Linked DNA regions of Sus scrofa: regions 2 and 3 are each linked to region 1. A link is a contact called in public HiChIP or PLAC-seq data. All regions are on one chromosome and are shown on one strand. The core of a region is the stretch at or near the end of the contact, and the rest is flanking DNA. Distances in the headings are between cores, read along the strand shown. Region 1 overlaps UBE2E2 (UB2E2). Region 2 has its middle 190 kb from the start of NKIRAS1. Region 3 has its middle 230 kb from the start of UBE2E2.

The links. HiChIP or PLAC-seq counts read pairs in DNA pulled down with a chosen protein or histone mark.
Region 2: an H3K27ac HiChIP or PLAC-seq map of alveolar macrophages shows a contact between it and region 1. The contact joins two enhancer-like sites. A contact is called at or near these places in 1 of 47 Hi-C or Micro-C datasets (embryonic fibroblasts) and 1 of 2 datasets of contacts at active chromatin or transcription factors (alveolar macrophages).
Region 3: a contact with region 1 is called in an H3K27ac HiChIP or PLAC-seq map of alveolar macrophages. The contact joins two enhancer-like sites. A contact is called at or near these places in 1 of 47 Hi-C or Micro-C datasets (embryonic fibroblasts) and 1 of 2 datasets of contacts at active chromatin or transcription factors (alveolar macrophages).

What each region holds. Positions count from the first base shown.
Region 1 is chr13:10,038,523-10,043,598 of Sscrofa11.1, reverse strand. All of the region lies in intron 2 of UBE2E2 (UB2E2), which reads right to left. Among named protein-coding and RNA genes, the nearest start is that of UBE2E2, 37 kb to the right of the region's middle. Within about 2 kb of position 2,063, at least 1 of the 83 cell types and tissues checked has an H3K27ac peak or open chromatin away from gene starts, as enhancers often do. A contact at or near this core is called in alveolar macrophages, where this site is marked.
Region 2 is chr13:10,519,862-10,524,937 of Sscrofa11.1, reverse strand. No RefSeq gene overlaps it. Among named protein-coding and RNA genes, the nearest start is that of NKIRAS1, 190 kb to the left of the region's middle. Within about 2 kb of position 2,082, at least 3 of the 83 cell types and tissues checked have an H3K27ac peak or open chromatin away from gene starts, as enhancers often do. A contact at or near this core is called in alveolar macrophages, where this site is marked.
Region 3 is chr13:9,767,873-9,772,948 of Sscrofa11.1, reverse strand. No RefSeq gene overlaps it. Among named protein-coding and RNA genes, the nearest start is that of UBE2E2, 230 kb to the left of the region's middle. Within about 2 kb of position 2,913, at least 1 of the 83 cell types and tissues checked has an H3K27ac peak or open chromatin away from gene starts, as enhancers often do. A contact at or near this core is called in alveolar macrophages, where this site is marked.

The DNA.
Region 1 (5,076 bases), core at 814-3,313:
CCTGATTGCTACTTCTCCTTCAAAGCCCAGGAAAACAGAGCCTCCTACAAGTCCTCCTTGTCACCCCTCTCCCACCTCCCTCCCAGACAGGATCAAATCCCTACCCCATATCATCCCATTTCCTATGGGTTCCTTTAAAAAACACAATGTTTGGATCAGTTTTGTAAGAATTTTAGTAAGGAAAAAAAAAAAAAAAAAAAAAAAAAAAAACCTTTAACATACAAATTTAAGCCAATATATTGGATTTTAGTTAATTCTTGGTCCACATACTAGATGACATGTTTCTAGAAAAAAAAAAAAACTTTTTCACCTCTATCTACCCAGTCACTTGCACATACTAGCAGGGACCAGCTTCCTAAACACTGACTACCAAGTCTCCTCTCCCTGACACACAAACACCTATTACTTACATCACCAGAAACACACAGCAACCCAGATGTTCCCTAAACCCAGGATTCCTATCTCTGTGACTTCACGCATGCTATTCCCAATACCTGTCCTATATCTACTTCATGGATCCTGTGTGCTTTTAAAGCCCCTAATGAAAATCATCACTGCTTATTTCATGACCTTTTACCATCCTTCAAGGCCTGTCACAACCTCTGTAAAGTCTTTCCTGCATCCCTCAGTCAAAATTCCTCTCCCCCATGACTTCAAGTCATTCCTCCTTGAACACTGGTGCAGGTATTAATGAAGTAGCAGGGTCTAATCAGATGCAAAGACATTCTCCTCAACTAAAGACCTGGAGCTGGGACCAAGGTCTTCTTCATTCACTCCCACCCTCAGATATATGCCAGGAGTTGTATAAGCATTGCTCAAGTTTATTTAAGTAAATACCTAGCTGACTATTCTGTAGCATAAGAGTGTAGAATATAAATGATTGGTTCTACAATCAAAATGTGAATAAAAGAAATAGCATCTCATTAACAGTTTTAGTACCTCTAAAAATCTAGTTTATTTATTTCATGAAGAAATATTAAATTTTAAGGTTCACCTGAATTTATAAGAACACAGTATGTAGAAAACTGAATTTCAAGAGTCTTCCCAGAGCATTTATGTTGTCTCTCTCAAGGCAGTAACATATTTCCTTTTACGGTAATTCTATCCCACTAGACTAGCAGTTCCTTGAGAACAAGAACTAGATCTTCTTGAAAATATAAACCTACATTTAAATTTTAAGACTAGTATACTACTACTCCAAAAAGAGGCCAGAAGAGAGGAAAGAAGATAACTTCATGCATGACTCTAGCACCAGGATTATCAACTAAATTTTTCTTTTCCTTTCAAATTTTAAAAATATTTCTAATTTTATACACTTATAATCACAAATGACATATAATATGGCCTACTCCTTTTTATATACATCTTTTCATATTCCCAAATAGTTTGCCTATTTGTTTTTACTGGATATATAACCATCCAAAGAATTAACTTCAGGCATTTCTCTCCACATAACACTGTTTACCTTCACATTTTCACTGTTGCATGTAATAGTCTTTATTTTTAATTATTTTCCATATGCTAGAGGCCCGTATGTTAAATTAGTGAACTAAAGGTTATGAACATTTCCACTGCTACTGAGGCATAGCCAGCATGCTTTCAGTTGGAGTGGTATCTTTCTCTTAGTTTTACTTCTCTTTTATATTTAACTCTCCGCCCATGGGTAAGAAGTAAGCCATCTCTGCATGATCCCACAAAACCTATTTCAGTACCATTTACATTCAATAAATGTTTCTCATATACTCCTTACTAAAAGATAAAATGTAGAAAATACTACCCATTATTACAATCTTACTAGTCTCTTTACAGGCTATTAAACCACCATGAATACAAAAGTAAACACACTTTATAATGAAGGACAAGACAATGCCACAGATTTAGTCTGTTCTTTCTATTATGGGACCATAAGTCACATTGTTTAAGAAAATCTGTTTTTGTTGGCACACCAAATTTCAACGTCTATGGTTAAGTCACACAAATTCTTTTTTTATATACACAGCCTGCAGGGTACCAAGCTGGATAAGAGTGTGTGATTCATTTTCCTAAGTCATAAGTCCTCAGATCTCTATTACTCACAGGGTTCTATAACTGTGGCATTAAAAACTATTGAGTAATTTATTACAATCCACGCATAATTCACACTGCTATATAATAATTCACAGATACAACCATTTTTATTATAATGACACCTTGGAAGTTTTTTTGTCAGTCATCAGCTCAACAGAAAAATATTTATATACAACTTATAGATTTAAACAACCAAGATATTGCTAGTGAAAAGCAGATAGCTTTATTTTTCTTTTCCAACTTGAGTAATTGTGATTTTACTTTGTTGCAAATAAACAGTCAATTAGACCTAAAAACTTGTTACAATAAAAACATAATACATGCCCCCCCATTATAACACATTTATGTAGCATAATATAATCTGCATTTGAAAACCTATAAAAACACTTAAAACGACAGCTAAGGAAATGAATCTAAGTAGTGAGGTTAGCAGCATAGGCTTTATTTACCTCTAATGGTTGTAACTTTTACCTGTAAATATATGAGTATGGCAAACTGCTGGTAACCCTATCCTATGATTTTGAGAGTTGTTTCTCTAATGCAGAAGTAATCCAGAGAGATGATTAGAATCTAATCTTTTCTGTTTACCCACAGAACAAAGGAAGAAGATAGGAAGATGTAGGAATATCATTTACACATATAGATTTTATGGCGTAAATATGTTAATTCAAAATATAAGTTAATAATTAACTGTTTTACAAATAATTTACTATTACTATTTAAGGTAATAAATTTAAGAAACACTCCTTTAATAAAAAAATAAACATATTAAGTATACAGTTTGCATGAAGACATCAACTATTCTTCAAGTTTCCAAGACTGTGTTTTTAAAATTAAAGAGAAGTGCTTTATAACTTTCTGACAAAATTGAGAAATAGACTAACAACTTGAATGTGAAGGTATGACTTATAGCCTACTTATCACCAAAAAGCTCATAAACAGAAATAACAAGAGACTTTTAGACTATTAGACCATAAGACTAACAATTAGACCATTAAAATATAAAATGAACAGCTAACCCAGAGGAGAATGGTTCTTTATCTCTTGGGCGAGGGTTGTGGTCACCGAAATTTTGATAAAAGCTGAGGACACTCCCTTAGATTCCCACATGCACACAAACAATTTTACCTATCATTTGAGAGGGGTTCATGAACTCCTAAAGCTGAGACACAGAAGATGGATTTAAAACTCCTGCCACAGAGAACTAGAGAAGAAATTATCCATATCAAAAGCCTAGGCTAATAAAATTACTGTAATGAAAATGAAATACAACTCCAAGCTTCCTTGCAGCTGAAGCAAAGAGAAAACACAATGGACGAAATAATTCTCAATGGCTGATAGAAGGAAGCTTGCCAGATCGTAAGAAAACTTTGCTCTGAAACAAATCTTTGAAGAATATGGCATGCGAATTCTTATAAAAGTAATACTGAACACTGTAAGAGACAGTTTCATAGGAGATGCAGAAATATTTACCATATAACTGCATCTTATAAAGACCAGTGAAATATGAGGGAATAATACTAAAATATAAGACTAACTAGCTTTCTGATAATCTAGTTTGATTACAAGGTGAGAAAGATGTTATACCACCGCTCTCCAAGCTCATGCTCAAAACAGCCCAAAATATAAAATGAGAAAATTTTCACTGAGTACAGACCTAATCTCAGAATCCTCAAAGCAGTCACTTTCCATATATTGGAGTGGGCATTTGGAACCTTTACATATGACACAGTAATGTAATAGAGAATCAAGAATCAGCACAGAAGATATGCTAAGAGTATAGGAAACAGAGCCAGTCTGCATTTAAATCCTGGCTCATCTACTTAATAGCTGTGTGACTTTCCTTTTTTTTCTTTTCTTTTTTCTTTTTTTTTTCTTTTGTCTTTTTGCCTTTTCTAGGGCCACACTTGCAGCATATGGAGGTGCCCAGGCTACAGGTCTAATCCAAGCTATAGCCGCCAGCCTACTCCAGAGCTATAGCAACGCAGGATCTGAGCTGTGTCTGTGACCTACACTACAGCTCATGCATGGCAATGCCGGAACCTTAACCCACCAGCAAGGCCAGGGATGGAACCTGCAACCTCATGGTTCCTAGTTGGATTCGTTAACCACTGAGCCACGACGGGAACTCCAGCTGTGTGACTATACTGCAGCTTCTCATCTACAAGGCTATAATAACGTCTTCACTCTTAATAGAGTTGGTGAGAATTAAATATATATATATATCTCCTAGTCCAGGGTCTACTGACCTACATAGATTTGTTAACATTAAACAGGGTTGGACAGGGTCTGACATACATAACTTATCAGCTATTATACAATTCTTTAAGGATATATATTTTTAAAACTTTACATTAATATAGAAGCCATTTTAACTACCAGATTTAATTAAAATGACCTGATTTTTATTTATTGTAGATATTTATTATCAAAGTCACTACAATCTCTAATCTTCGCTAATTTAACTATATTCTGAATCAATCCCTTGCCTCTCACTTTTTCTCTTTGGCCAAAGTTTTAAGAAGATGGAAACAATACTAAGAGGCCTTTAAAGAAAAAACTTATTAAAGACTTATTTCTCTATGCATATCTTAACTGAATGTCCAGTATTTCTTGAAGCCATTTGTTCTCAAATGCCTCCATTTGGCTTCAGCTCTGTTGGTGTAGTTAATCTTTAATTCATGTGAAATTACAGCAAAGTCACAGCTTACTCCAAAATTAGATTCTAAAGTCATCATAGGAGTTCCTGCCGTGGCGCAGTAGTTAACGAATCCGACTAGGAACCATGAGGTTTCGGGTTCGTCCCTGCCCTTGCTCAGTGGGTTAACATCCGGCGTTGCCATGAGCTGTGGCGTAGGTTGCAGACGCAGCTCGGATCCTGCGTTGCTGTGGCTCTGGCGTAGGCCGGTGGCTACAGCTCTGATTTGACCCCGAGCCTGGGAACCTCCATATGCCATGGGAGCGGCCCAAGAAATGGCAAAAAGACAAAAAATAAATAAATAAATAAAT
Region 2 (5,076 bases), core at 833-3,332, 480 kb before region 1:
CTAGCCTAGGAACTTTCACATGCTGCAAGTATGGCTGTAAAACAAAAACCCCCAAACCCATCAAAATATACATGTGAAGGCTGCGCATTTTGGTCCATGTCAATTACATCTCAGTGAAAATATTTTAAACTTGTGATATCTTATCAGTCAATGAGTAGTGCCTTCCTGGTCAAGGAACTCTGCCAAATATCTTTTTTTTTTTTTTTTTATTTCCATGTACAGCAGGTCATATCTTAGATGTATACATGCAGTTACAGTTTTCCACCCTTCTTCTGTCGACATGAGTATCTGACATATCTCAATGCATCAGCAGATCTCTGTAATCTCTTCTAGGTTGTGTCTGATAAGCCCAAGCTCCCGATCCCTCCCACTCCCTCCCCCTCCCATCAGGCAGCCACAAGTCTCTTCTCCAAGTCCATGATTTTCTTTTCTGAGGAGATGTTCATTTGTGCTGGATATTAGATTCCAGTTATAAGTGATATCATATGGTATTTGTCTTTGTCTTTCTGGCTCATTTCACTCAGTATGAGAGTCTCTAGTTCCATCCATGTTGCTGCAAATGGCATTATGTCATCCTTTTTTTATGGCTGAGTAGTATTCCATTGTGTATATATACCACATCTTCCGGATCCAATCATCTGTCGATGGACATTTGGATTGTTTCCATGTCCTGGCTATTGTGAATAGGGCTGCAATGAACATGCGGGTGCATGTGTCTCTTTTAAGTAGAGCTTTGTCCGGATAGATGCCCAAGAGTGGGATTGCAGGGTCATATGGAAGTTCTATGTATAGATTTCTAAGGTATCTCCAAACTGTTCTCCATAGTGGCTGTACCAGTTTATATTCCCACCAGCAGTGCAGGAGGGTTCCCTTTCCACAGTCACATTGTTATTTGATCTATTAATGATGCATTTATGTGTGATGTATTCATGTATTTTATTTTTCTTATATCACGATGTGACACAAATATCTTTATAGTAAGAACATATCCGCATCACAAACTATTTCAGATCCTATCCTGCCCCCGCATGTTTCAAATATCATTTGAAATGAAAAGTTAGAGGAGTTCCCTTCGTGGCACAGTGGTTAATGAATCCGACTAGGAATCATGAGGTTGTGGGTTCAATCCCTGGCCTTGCTCAGTGGGTTAAGGATCCAGCGTTGCCGTGAGTTGTGTAGGTGCAGATGCGGCTCGGATCTGGCGTTGCTGTGGCTCTGGTGTAGGCCAGTGGCTACAGCTCTGATTTGACCCCTAGCCCGGGAACCTCCATATGCCATCGGAAGCAGCCCTAGAAAAGGAAAAAAGGCAAAAAAAAAAAAAAAAAAAGAAAGAAAAGAAAAATTAGAAAAGTGTAAGGAGTTTGTCTTGATGGGTTTGGCTGTGCCAGATGTTGTCACCACACACTGCCCTCTCCCCCCACCTCCCAAGCTGAGAATAAACAGGTAGACCTCATATAGGAAGCTGACATTGTGACATCCAGGTGTGTGATCAGAGGACCAGTCTTCTGGAGCGAGGAATGGACTGGGTTGGGTATTGAACTCGTGTGGTCATCATAATAGGAGCATGTACTTGGGAGTGGGAAAAAAAATGGCTTTGGAGAAGCACTGTTCCAAGCTGCCATCCGGGTTTACAAGCCTCAGGGATGGGTGTTCCCCACCCCCTTGCCCCACCCTGGCCTCCACCCGGATTGTTACGGCCTCCGTGTGGGCTGCAGGGAACATGCTCAGTGAATCTTTGTGCATCTTTTGTTGATTTTAGGCCTGAGTCCTCTGGACCAATAAGCACACTTGCCAGGACCGGGCTGCTTCCGTCCTTAGGATTGTCCCCCAGTCAAGAAAAGCCTAGATGAAGCAGGAATTCTCATGAGAGCCCAGAACAACGTTGGCCCAGATGTTGTCCAAGGCCGGTCATGACCTTCACGTCTTGTCAAATACAAAGATGGCTAGTTGCCACCCCCAGGAATCCTTCTCAGCTACGTCTTACTTTCTCTTTATTGGCCCCTGTTTTTAACTGGGCACATGTCGTGACTGATCTCCCAGCCTCTCCTGTTGCTAGACGTGTCCGTGTGATTTGCTTCTGGCCAATGTGATGAATTCTGTGGCACTTCCCAGAAGGCTATCTAAAGGAAGCTGACTAGGCAGGGTGGAGCCTCTTTCTATTTTTACTTCTCTTCTTTGGGCTTGCAATCTAGCAGCCTGTTGCAGCGGCCTTGAAGATGGAAGCCAGCCTCTAGGAGGGAGCTGCAAGAATATAGATGGAGTCTAGAACCCACCATGCATGGATGCATGCCCCTGGACTTCCTTTGTGGAAGGAAGAAATAGGCTTCTGGCATATTTAAGCCATTCTTTTTTTTTGGGGGGGGGGATCTTTTTGCCATTTTTGGGCTGCTCCCACGGCATATGGAGGTTCCCAGGCTAGGGGTCGAATCGGAGCTGTTGCTGCTGGCGTACGCCAGAGCCACAGCAATGCGGGGTCTGAGCCGCATCTGCAACCTACAACACAGCTCACCACTGGATCCTTAACCTGCTGAGCAAGGCCAGGGATTGAACCCGCAACCTCGTGGTTCCTAGTCGGATTCATTAACCACTGAGCCACGACGGGAACTCCCATTCTTATTTTTTATGTCTCTGTTTCAGTCGCTAAATCTAATCCTCATTGGTCTAGAAGACATGGTTTCCCTCTTCTCCTTCTTTCATTGACAGTTACCCACTGTGGTCAGTGCAGTGAGCTCAGGGTCTTGGGTTGTGTCATCTGGGTTGGCAAGACTGGCAGAATGAGTGGCAATGACCACAGAGTTGCTCCCCGCAAATGTCTTCTGCCCTGGCTCATTATGCTTTTAAAAACCTCATTCATTGTTTTTGTTTTATTGCATTGATGCTTTACAGAAATAATACCGGCAATGCATGAATATATTCTTGTAAAAATCTAAAACATCTGAACTCAGCAGTGCCATCAATTAACTGGCCATATTGACATCGATAAACTACGTCACCTAACCATAGCAGAACACACTTTCTTCTCAAGCGCACATGGAATATACACCAATATTGACCACACTTTGGACTAAAAACACACCCTGACAAATTTCAAGGAATGGGAGTCATACAATATCTGCTCTCAGACCACACTGGAATTAAATTAGAGGTTGATAACAGAAAGATAGCTGGAAAATTCCGAAATACTTGGAGATTGAACAATACACCTAAACACATGGGGGAGTTCCTGCTGTGGTGCAGCAGAAACAAATCCAACTAGGAACCGTGAGGTTGCAGGTTCGAGCCCTGGCCTCCCTCAGTGGGTTGGGGATCTTGCACTGCTGTGAACTATGGTGTAGGTCACAGATGTGGCTCAGATCTTGTGTTGCTGTGGCTGTGGTGTAAGCCAGCAGCTGTAGCTCTGATTCGACCCCCTAGCCTAGGAACCTCCATATGTCTCGGGTGTGGCCTAAAAGGACAACAAACAAAAAACAAAAACAAAACACATGGATCAAAAAAGAAATCTCAAGAGAAATTTACAAATATTTTGAAATAAAAGAAAGTGAAAATACCACTTATTAAATTTGTGGCATTTTAATATGCCAATCTTGGGCCCAGTAGGCTATGGCATTTTCATTGCAGTGCTTTGGGTTACTGCTGTTGCATGAGTTCAGTCCTGGGCTGGGAGCTTCTACATGTCCATGGGTGTGGCCAAAAAGAAAAAAAAAATGTGGGATCCACCCACTCTTGGGCATGTAGCTGCAGAAAACCATAATTCAAAAACATACATGCATCTCAATGTTTATAACAGTGCTATTTGTAATAGCCAAAGACACGGAAGCAACCTAAATGTCCACTGACAGAGGAATGGATGAAGAAGATGTGGTACATATATACAATGAAATATTACTCAGCCATAAAAAAGAATGAAATAATGCCATTTACAGCAATATGGATGGACCTAGAGAGGATCACATGAAGTGAACTAAATCAAAGACACATATGTGATATCGCTTATATCTGGAATCTTAAAAAAAAGGATACAGTTGAACTTGTGTGCAGAACGGAAACAGACTCACAGACTTTGAAAACAAACTTATAGTTACTAAAGTGGAAAGATGAGAGGAAGGGATGAATTGGGGGTTTGTGGCTGGCATATGCACACTATTATATGTGGAATGGATAGTCAATGGGGACCTTTTGTATAGCACAGGGAACTCTACTTGATATTTTGTGATAACCTATATGGGAAAAAAAACTGAAAAAGAATGGATATACGTAAATATATAACTGAACACATTGCTGTACAGCAGAAATTAACACAACATCGTAAATCAACTACACTTCAACAAAATTTTTAAAAATGAAAAAAAAAAAATTGTGGGACCCAGCAAAAGCAGTGCTTAGATGGAAATTTATAGCATTGAGTGCATATATTAGAAAGAAAGAAATGTTTAAAATTAATGATCTAAGCTTCCACCTTAGCAAACTAGAAAAAGAAGAGCAAATTAAATCTGTAAGCAGAGGAAAAGAAATAATAAAAATTAGAGCAGAAATCAAGTAAATTTAAAACAGGAAATCAAGAAAGTTCCCCATGATGCAGGGGGTTAAGAATCCAGTGTTGCCACAGCTGTGGAACAGGTTGCAACTGTGGCGTGGTTTTGATCCCTGGCCCTGAAACTCCACATGCCTCGGGTGTGGTCCACAAAAAAAAAAAAAAAAAAAAAAAAAAAAAAAAAAAAAGAGAGAGAGAGAAGAGAGAAGAAAAAACAGGAAATCAATAGAGAAAAAAAAATCAACGAAGCCAAAAGCTGGTTCTTGGAAAAAAATCTAAGAAATCAATAAGCTTCTAGTCAGGCTGAGAAAGAAAGAGAAGACACAAATGACTAATATCAGAAATGAAAGAGGGGGAGTTCCCATCATGGCACAGTGGTTAACAAATCCAACTAGGAACCATGAGGTTTCAGGTTCGATCCCTGGCCTTGCTCAGTGGGTTAAGGATCCTGCATTGCCATGAGCTGTGGTGTAGGTCATAGACGCGGCTTGGATCCCGAATTGTTGTGACCGTGTCTGTGGATGGCAGCAACAACTCCAATTAGA
Region 3 (5,076 bases), core at 1,664-4,163, 270 kb after region 1:
TTGTTTCTGAGGAACAGCATCCTCGACCCCATCAGTGGTCCTTCCCTCTTGTATGTCACCAGAATCAGGTTGAGAGGTGCTGAGAGAAATGGCTCTCAGTGACCCCTTCTGTCAGATGCTGAAGGATATTCAGCTTGTTTGGAGCTATTTGTTCTTCTGTACACAGGCCTTCTAGAAGGCCCTCGTACCTTCCTCCCTCCCTCTAGGAGCCCACCTTAGAGCTAGGGAAAGCAGGCTTCTTTAAGACAGAGCTCATGTTCATGTCAATGCTCCCAGAAAATTCCTGGCTCTGCTAAAACCATATCCTAAAACCATATCCAGAAACTATTATGCCAACTGTATTATGTCACTAGATATAATACATTTCACCTTGGAGTTCCCATGGTGGTGCAGCAGTAATGAAACCGACTAGTATTCATGAGGATGTGAGTTCAATCCCTGGCCTCGTGCAGAGGGTAAGGATCCAGCATTGCCGTGAGCTGTGGCGTAGGTCACAGACGAGGCTCAGTTCTGGTGTTGCTGTGGCTGTGGCATAGGCCAGCAGCTCCGATTTGACCCCTAGCCTAGGAACTTCCATATGCCGCCATGTGGCCCTAAAAAGAAAAAAAGAAAAAGAATATATATATATATATATAAAAGAATATATAAATATATATATATTTCACCTTATATTTGGGTTTTATAAATACTTTTTTTATTCTTCCAGGAATGACCAGTTAATTAATTACTCAATCTTACTCATTTTCTCCATCTTCTAAAGAAAATTTCTCTAAGCATACACTTATTTACCAAGAAAAGAAACATTTGCTTTATATAAATGGACTCATTGAAGATTCCCCAAAGAAATATATTTGATCCTTTCCAGAAAAGAACCTGACACATTATCTGTTAGAATGGCCATTCCCAAAACCACACTGACATATTTTAAAATTTACGGAACAATAAAAGAAGTTAATGCTTGCATATATTTTGTTTATTACTCTCAGGGATCCCTGTGTCAAGGTATAGCATTTAAAAATACTCTTTTAGGAGTTCCTGCTATGGAATGGCATGGTGGGTTAAGAATCTGACTGCAGTGACTCAAGTTCTGATTTGACCCCTAGCCTAGGAACTTCCGTATGCCGCCGTGTGGAAGTCACTGCAGAGGCACAGATTAGATTCCCGGTCCCATGCAGCAGGTTAAAGGATCCACTGTTGCTGCAGATGCAGCTTAGGTCCCAGGTGTGGCTCAGATACAGTCCCTGGCCCAGGAATTTCTATATGCATTCATAAAAATTTTTTAAATAAAATAAAAATGCTCTTGTATTTCTAGATGGGAAAAACAGCAATTGAAAAGGAATCTTGATTTCTTCTCACTGGTCCCAGCTTAATGGGGAAACAGATACACCCAAGCTTGCATCACTTGTTTGCTAAGAAGCAAGGAGAGAGGAGTCGTTCACTTTGGTGCTTTGATCTATAAAATTGTGATACATAGGATTAGGGAGTTGATAAATGTACATGTTAAGGTGTGTATTGTTTCTGGGTGACAGGTGATGGTGACATACTTGTGATGTTAAATATTTACAACTAAAAGACAGTGGCACTAATCAGTCTAATGACTTTAGCTGTTAGTGTAACTTTTAGTTCCAAGTATAGGTAATACTACGTTCCAAGGTCTTTGTGGTTGATTGATTACAAAAATCATCTTAACTCTCCAGCAGCCTTGAACACATATCCCTGGCAATGGGACTTTGCAACAACTGCCATCAAGAAAGGGAATCTAGGAGTTCCCTTTGTCGTGTAGCAAAAACGAATCTGACTAGTAACTGTGAGGTTGCAGGTTCAATCCCTGGCCTCATTCAGTGGGTTAAGGATCCGGCGTTGCTGTGAGCTGTGGTGTAAGTCGCAGACAAGGCTCAGATCTGGCATTTCTGTGGCTGTGGTGTAGACTGGCTGTAGCTCCTATTCGACCCCTAGCCTGCGAACCTACATATGCCACAAGTGTGGCCCTAAAAACCAAAAAAAAAAAAAAAAGGAAAAGGAAAAGGAATCTATTGCCCCCTCTTCAAATCTGGGATCATTTTTTTTTTTTTGGTCTTTTTGCCATTTCTTGGGTTGCTCTTGCGGCATATGGAGGTTCCCAGGCTAGGGGTCGAATTGGACCTGTAGCCGCTGGTCTACGCCAGAGCCACAGCAGCACAGGATCCGAGCCGCGTCTGCAATCCACACCACAACTCACGGCAACAACGGATCCTTAACCCACCAGTAAGGCCAGGGATCAAACCCGCAACCTCATTAACCACTGTGCCACGACGGGAACTCCCAAATCTGGGATCATCTTACTGCTTTCTTTGGGCAGCAGAGAGTCGCTAAAAGGACAATATATCACTTCTTAGCCTAGACCTCCAGAGGCCATGGGTATTTCTGCTCATGCTGGCATCCCTTTTCCTTCCACGTGAACAAGCCTGGGAAGCCTGCAGGAAAGTGACAGATCATTTGTAGCACAGCTGAGTCATCCCAGCTGAGGACATCCCAGCCCAGCCAGCTTCTAGCTAACCTACCAATTAATTGCAGCCAGTGAACAAGTCTGGCTAAAATCAGCCGGGCCTGGGCCAGATCAAAGAACTCCTGGATGATCTGTAGAATCATGAGCGATAATGAGTCATTTCTCTTTAAAGCCACTTAATATTTTAAAATTTTGATAAATTGGACATGTTACATCTTGTACATTTAAGTTGTATGGCATGTTACTTTGGTACATTTACATATTGCTAGATGATAGCCACTGAAGTAATATTTATCACATTACATCATTTTTTTGTCTGCACCCATGTCACGTGGATGTTCTTGGGCCAAGGATCAAACCTACGCCCACCAATGACCCAAGCCACAGCAGTGACAACGCTGGATCCTTAACCTGCTGTGCCACCAAGGAACTGCTCAGATTACATCATTGTAGGATGATCTTATTGTCTCTCTTCACTATACTGTGCATTAGATCTATAGGGCTTATTTTCTCCTTGTTCCAAGTTTGTACCCTGAAACACCATCCCTCTCATGTCCCCATCCCCCATTCCCTGGTAATCACCATTTTACTTTCTGTTTCTTTTTTTAGGTTTAGCTTTTTGAGGTTCTAATACAAGTGATGTCATACGGTACTTGTCTTTCTTTGTCTGACATATCTTTTTTAGCACAATTTGCTTAAGGTCTATTTATGTTGTTGCAAATGGCAGGATCCTCCTTTCTTATGGTTGAATGGTGTTTCATTGTGTGTATATTTCCCATTTTTTATCCACTCATGGACTGATGGGGAGGGGAGTTGTTTGCATATCTTGGCTATTGTGGATAATGCTGCGATGAACCTGAGTGTGTACATATCTCATCAAAATCCTGTTTTCATTTCCTTTGGGTATATACCCAGAAATGGAACTGCTGGATCTATTTTTAATTTTTTGAGAAAACCCTATGATATTTTCCATAGCGATTGGGCTAATTTTTTCCCCACCAACAGTGTATAGGGATTCCCTTTCCACCATACCCTTGCCAACACTTGTCTGTCTTCTTGATGATTGCCATTATTTTTTTGTCTTTTTTTGTCTTTTTAGGGTCACACTCGAGGCATGTGGAAGTTCCCAGACTAAGGGTTGAATTGGAGATACAGCTGCCAGACTACACCACAGCTTACAGCAAAGCCAGATCTTTAACCCACTATGCAAGGCCAGGGATCGAACCCAAGTCCTCATGGATAGTAGTTGGGTTTGTTACCACTGAGCCATGACAGGAACTCCCGTGATCGCCATTCTGACCAGAGTGAGGTGATAGGACATTGTGGTTTAGATTTGCACCTCCCTGAGCAAATTTCTTCATGTCCTTTTTGGAGAAATGTGTATTTAGTTCTGTCCATTTCTACATCAATTTTTTTTTGTTAAGTTGTATGAGTTCTTTATATATTTTTGAATATTAACCCTTTATTCTGTATATGGTTTGCAAAATTCTTCTCCCATTCCGAAGGCTGCTGTTTCACCTTGTTAACTGTTTCTTTTACTATGCAGAAGCTTTTGAGTTTGATGTAGTGCCGTGTGTTGATTTCTGCTTTTGTCATCTGTGCTTTTGGCCTCATGCCCTCAAAGTCATTGCCAAGACCAAGATCAGGGAGCTTTTCCCCTATGTTTTCTTCCAGGAGTCTTATGATCCATTTTGAGTTAGCTTTTGTCAGTGGTGTGAGACATGGATCTGATGTCTATGTGCTGTGTGTTTTTCCAGTTTTCCTAGCTCCATTTGTTGAAGAGACTATCCTCCCCTGTTGGATGTTCTTGACTTCTTTGTCAAATATTAGTTGATTCCATATGTTGGAATTTAATTCTGGGCTTTTTATGCTGGTAAAATAAATTGGCCTAGTGTGTCTACCTTTTGTGGCAGTACCACATTTTGATCACTGCGGCTTTGTAGTGTAATTTAAAAGCAGGGAGTATAATATCTTCAGCTTTGTTCTTTTTTACTCAAGATTTTAAAGTCACTTAATTTTGAGTTGGTTTGTTACCCAGCATTACTGGGATAATAGCTAATTTGTACGCAATTGGACACACTAATTCTGGATGACAGTGACTCTATAGTATTAGACAGTGATAGTTTTGTGGCTCTGGGTTATATTAACTATGGTTTTAGATAATAGTGGCCTTGTGGTTCTGGTATTGGGGGTTCAATGATGATGGAATTTGAAGGTAATTATAGCAACATAGCTAATATTTATGGCTTTTGATAATGATGTACTTGTGCTTTTGATGGTTATGGTGCTTATGCTAAAAGGTGTTTATTTTGCTGACGGTACTTCATATGATGATATGTATGATATGCTAGGAAACTCAAATTTTCTACCAGGTTACCACAATTTGTTAACTAAATGACAGCTTTTAATACCACTAAGTTTCCAAGGAAGCTAAATATACACTGTTCTTAGTTTCTTGCTAGACTGGGAAAGTTGAGATAATGGTAGGTTTCTTCTCACTGTGTGTGTATGTATGTGTGTGTGTGTGTGTGTGTGTGTGTGTGTATGCACACACACAGCAGGGAGACTATAAGGGATTCCTGGCTATTGCA